Linked DNA regions of Mus musculus: region 1 is linked to region 2. Evidence: chromatin contacts called from public Hi-C data. All regions are on one chromosome and are shown on one strand. Each heading gives the region's core, a stretch centred on a gene start, on an enhancer-like site or on the middle of the called end of the contact. The rest is flanking DNA. Distances are from core to core; before and after follow the strand shown. Region 1 has its middle 140 kb from the start of Tex36. Region 2 has its middle 30 kb from the start of Gm35567.

Evidence for each region. Hi-C and Micro-C count contacts between places; a contact is called where the count stands out from the background.
Region 1: a Hi-C map of uterus shows a contact between it and region 2, with 2.4 times the contacts expected there. The contact joins two enhancer-like sites. A contact is called at or near these places in 2 of 484 Hi-C or Micro-C datasets (both in uterus), 6 of 115 datasets of contacts at active chromatin or transcription factors (cardiomyocytes and embryonic stem cells) and 2 of 9 other capture datasets (embryonic stem cells and embryonic tail).

What each region holds. Positions count from the first base shown.
Region 1 is chr7:133,456,176-133,458,875 of GRCm38.p6, forward strand. No RefSeq gene overlaps it. Among named protein-coding and RNA genes, the nearest start is that of Tex36, 140 kb to the right of the region's middle. Within about 2 kb of position 1,401, at least 57 of the 459 cell types and tissues checked have an H3K27ac peak or open chromatin away from gene starts, as enhancers often do. A contact at or near this core is called in uterus, where this site is marked.
Region 2 is chr7:133,184,656-133,187,355 of GRCm38.p6, forward strand. No RefSeq gene overlaps it. Among named protein-coding and RNA genes, the nearest start is that of Gm35567, 30 kb to the right of the region's middle. Within about 2 kb of position 1,401, at least 103 of the 459 cell types and tissues checked have an H3K27ac peak or open chromatin away from gene starts, as enhancers often do. A contact at or near this core is called in uterus, where this site is marked.

The sequences.
Region 1 (2,700 bases), core at 151-2,650, 270 kb after region 2:
GTTAAAGCCTCACATTTTGATCCTCTCTTTTCTTTCATAAGGAAAGAACACACATTCTTTATACATGTGCCTACAGAATGTGCCTGGCCTACTCATATAGGGCCCTGGTAAAACTGAAGTTGAAAACAAAGCAAAACACATTCAATGCCATCCATCATTTTGCTTTAGTTATTTCCTATGTAGCTCCTCACAATTTTTTAAATTAATGTATTCAGTGTTATTTATTGTATGGCGAGATACTCGTGTGTTATGGCAGGCATGCAGAGGTCAGAGGACATCGTTGCAGAGTCAGCACTCCTCTCATGCCTTTAAGTGGCCTTCGGGGATCAAACCCAGGGCATCAGCCTTGCACGGTGAGAGCTTCACCCACTGAGCCATCTTGCTGGCAGTGCTCTGCCCCACCCACTAAACCGTCGGCTGGCCTTTCTTTTCATACATTTTAAAATAGAGTTTCTGGAGTATTGTTTAAAGAACAAGATGTCAGGAATCTTATAAAAGAGTTATCCTGGCAACCGGAGATATGGTTGTCTGTAACAAATGCGCAGTGAAGGGCTATGGTGGGGGCTCTGAATATAATAAACAGATCCCAGCTGGAAGGACCATGGGAAAGCAAAGACAGGGAGACAGGGAGTTTGTTTGTTTGTTTGTTTGTATCCATACCTTAGCAGCAGCTGGTGAGGACAGGCAGCATTGGATATCAACAGTGATAGCTGTGGCAAGTGACCCTCTCCTCTCTGTCCTGAAGCACCCGAAAGAGGCAAAGCTTCCCCAGGAAGAAGACAAATGAGCCTCTGAAGAAATCGGCTCTCTGGAAGCAAGGAGGGCTATGATGTGGGTGCTGGTAGACTGGATGATGTCTGTCTTGTGGGTGGGTAAAGGGTACTGGCATGTGCCCAGAGGCCAGCCAGCACTGGCTGGCGTGCTGGCAGCTCCAGTGCAGAGAATAAGGGGCCAGAGGAGGACCTGTGGGGGCCAGGTAAGCTAGGGTATTCGTTTACTCTCCTATTTGACCCCACTTGCTGTGCCAGTAACAATGAAGCCAACCTCTCTGAACTTACTGGATGTCTTTGTCAAGTGTCAGACTCCTCTTGGAGTTTGTACACAATTTGAAATCTGTAATATATTGTCCATATTTTCTTTTTTTCTTCAAAAGCCATTTTTTTCAGGTTGTGTGTGTGTGTGTGTGTGTGCGTGTGCGTGTGCGTGTGCGTGTGTGTGTGTGTGTGTGTGTGTGTGTAAGGCAAACAAGACATCTGCCAAAAACAAAAACAAAACAAAACAAGCAAACCTGTTTTAAGTTAGAAGAGAGTCCCTGTTTGTCTCCTCAGGGCTGGGGAGCCATTTTCTTTCCCTCTCTGTCTGTCTTCCTTCTTGTGAGACAGATGACGCTGTCCCCTCTGTCCCCAGGGACTTAGAACAGAGGGGGAATTTCGTATCAGGGCCTTTGTTTAAGAGCTGTGCGTACAGCTGCCACAAGACAACTTCTGCTTCCTGTCCAAGTAGCTAAGAAACTGTCCGAAAAGCCAGATGAACCCTGTCCTTAAGTAAGAACATGATCGTGACCTTTCCCAGATGTTTGTATTCTCTAGCGTTTGTTAGGGGGGAAGTAAGTGGGTGCTTACCATACCTGCTATGGATGCTTCCTGCCCGCTGTTTCCAACCTGCCTGAGGCTTTCTTGTGTGGACAGAAATGCCGGTTTCTGTCATAATGAAGCACTGTTATTTAATCACCTAGCACAGCTGAGGAAATTGTTTTAAAGTAAAAACACAAAATGGCTTGTTTCAACCACAAACTTCCCACAAGAACAGAAACCTTACTTCCTAAGTGGAACCAGGCCCTACTCCATTCTTTACCCAGCAGAAAAACATTACATGGCTTTTAGCTTTAATGGCCTTTTAGGCTGGTCGCCAAAGAAGTTCCAGAAAGATTCTGCTGGTCCCGATTTGCCCTCCCGGCCCAGTTCTTTTGAAAGCTGGGAGGGGAAGCGCTGGAGAACCTCCAAGGCAACTCTATGAAATGAAGCCGGAGGCCAAGACCCACTCCACAGCTGAGAGGCGAGGTAAAGGAGCCCCCGCTGTCACAGGGAATCAGACCTCTGATGACAGGCACAGCTGAACTGATGGGGTGGCTTGTGTACAACGGCTTACTAACTAACTAACTAACTAACTAACTAACTAACTAACATCTTTGGGTTCAATACTAGGGCTGAGGGAATGCCTGGCTGCCTGTGTGTGGAGATGCCATCCAGGGCTTTCTGCCCTTAAGCTGGTTTGTCTGTTTCTGTCCTCAGTAAACACGCGCTCGCTCGCACGCGCACACGCACAAACAAAAACAAAAAAGCAAAAACAAAAAACAAAATAAAAAAAAAACCAAAACAACAACAACAACAAAAAACCTTTGTATCTCCCTTAAAGATCTGAGCTTCAGGGCTAGGGATGTAGCTCAGTTAGAGAGCTTGCCTCACATGCATGAAGTCCTGAGTCGGATTCTTCGCACCACATAAATTGGGCATGATGACACATACCTGTAATCTCTGCACTCTGGAGGTGGAGGCAGGAGGATCAAGAAGTTTTAAGGCTATTCTTGACTACATAGCAAGTTTGAGGCCAGCCTGGGCTACATGAAACCATGACTCAAAATAAATAAATAAATAAACTGGAATATTCTTTCTTCCTTCCTTCCTTTCTTTTTTTGAAGAT
Region 2 (2,700 bases), core at 151-2,650:
TTCTGGCTGTTGTGACTATGGTTCAGGAGTTTTAAAATCTTCAAGTTACCAAAATGAAGATGAAGGCTGAAAGAGAAGAAGTGCTTTTCCAGAGACACCTGAGTGACCGACCACATAAGGAGAGGGGTAACTCATAAGTCCATGTCTGTAGGTTTCTACTTCACATTTCTTCATGTGATGGAGCAGATGGACAGACAACTGAGTGAGTGATGTAGAAGGCCGGTGCTAATTGTTCTAGTCAACCCAAGACTAGCTGCGGTAATATAGGCTGCAATTTGATTGGCTCAGTAGTGTACTCATTAACATACAGCGCGACTACTGGTTGGTGCTGAGTCGGGAGCTATTATTCTGTGGGGTCATTCAGAAGATTCAGGTCCTTTCATGCTCAGCTCCACTATCCCCTAGGACCTGGGACTCCGCTATCTCCAGCTACTAGAAAGGGAGAGAAACCAGGGACGACGCCCACTTGCCACTCAAAAGTACTGATCTCACCAGATTCACCTAATTGGTGTAAACATGTCCAGGACCACACTGGAGGCAAGGGTGTCTGGGAGATGTAGTCCCCAGCTGGCAGCTATTCCTAGAAGCCTCGTTACATTCTGGAAGGTGGAACAAGCATTCCTGGTTGGATCAGTTGTGAATGATACACCAGCCGCTGCTGTCAATGCCAGGATGGGGTTTTCCTGGAGGATGCTGGGAGAAAGGCCCAGGGGGCTCACCAGTGTGAGCATCAGTATTGTCTGGACACAGTCCTTCCTGCACTGTCTAATCTCACTTTCCAGCTCCCTCACTGTCACAGGCTATTTCACGAGCGCGTCAGCGTGGAAGCACGTTTCCACAGACAGCAGATAAAGATCTTCTAACCTTGTATTTCCTCTCGTATTGTCATAAATAGCTCAGGCAATGCCGTTCCAGTGAGCCTGACAGTGCCTACATTGAGATCTGGATGCAGCGGCATATCTTCCTGTTATATATAAAAAAGAGTGACAGCATTCATCGTTTACGGTGACATCAATGAAGTCTGCTTGTAGAGGTTCGCACTCTATCCATTCATAATGCCTTTTATGACTCCAGGCTTTTAAACGTGGCATTCGGGCCTATTTTTCAAATGTACCGCTATTATCAGCTCAGGAAGCCATTCTTCAACATTTCATTTTTCTAAGAATATCTGGAATATCTTAATTCCCATGAGGCTTCTCCGTGGGGCAGGCTGACAGGGAGAACTTTAATGCGAAAAGGAAAGAAATGAAAAGGCTGCTGGATCCCTGCCTTGGGATATTGCTCATTCCATCCCGGCCTCCTTTTTAGTTGTTGTTGGTCCCCCAGATGAAGAGTCTGTAAGACAAGCCTGTCTATTTTGTGTGGGGACGATAGGGGGAGCTGTAGGGTGGGGCCAATCCTGACCAGGAAATATTGCCAGATCTGCTACGAGGAGGGCGGGGCTCTTTGAAGTTGGAACAGATTTCCCAGCAGGGCTCACGGTTGTGAATTGAAACGGAAGTTTCTTCTCCCTGTTTCCCAAGAGACTCCACAGCTGATAAGTGATGACCTCATGGTTCTGACCCAGATGGAGAATCAAATCTGATATCCTTCTGGATGTCTTCTGTCTTTGGAAGAGGCATCTCCTTTGATCTTCCGTGTCCTGGCTTATTCCTCATCTGAAGATCCTGCTAGAGCTGCGCCAGACCAGTGTGGCTGCAGAGGGCTGGGAGCAATCTCTCTCAGTACAGTCCCCCGAGACAGTCTGAAGACAGCAGAAGCAGTTCCTGGAGTAACTCAGACAGAGCATGTGTAGTGGTTTACATAAGCTTGGCCCTCGGGAAGTGGGACCATTGGGAGGTGTGGCCTTGTTGAAGTGGGTGTGGCCTTGTTGGAGGGAGTGTGTCACTGTGTAGGCGGGGCTTTGAGATCTCCTACTGCTTGAGCTCTGCCCACCGCAGAAGAAAATCTCCTGTCTGCCTGCAGAAGACAGTCTCCTGACTGCCTTTGGATCAAGATGTAGAACTCTCAGTTCCTTCTCCAGCACCATGCCTGCCTGCATGCTGCCATGCTTCTGATGACAATAGACTAAACCTCTGAAATGATAATAGACTAAACCTGGGAAACCTTAAGCCAGCCCCAATTAAGTGTTGTCCTTTATTAAAAGGTGCCTTGGTCATAGTGTCTCTTCACAGCAATAAAAGCCTAACTAAGACAGGAGGATTTGATTATTGATTTAAGGGAAGGAACTTACTGAGTGCCTTGAGTTGCCCCCTGGACATATCTGGGCCATGTTGTGGACAGAGCAGACCTTCCAAGGATGGGAACATTTGCCTGGTTTTAGGCAGCAACAAACCCTTCCCTAGTTACAAATGGGTTCTGTGGGCTTAGCCACAGTAAATAACATTGATTCTCCCCACGTAGAAGGGGACATGATGAATGTGTTCAAGCGAGGGCTTTAAGAGCCTGTGTGCTGATTAGAAAAGGCAAAATAATTGTGAGATAGTGACTAATAGATGGAAGGAATTGTGACAGAACTGGTCCCCTTGGACAAATGTCATCTGCCTTATCTATCAGAGACAACTACTGTCTGATGGCTGCGTGCTTCATATTCAACCCTTGGGTCAGCTGGGGAGTTTGAAGGATCCCCCACCGCCCAAATGATCCCAAATTTGGCTCTGCCTCCATGGCAGTTGAGATCTCTCGTTGAAGCCTGTTAGA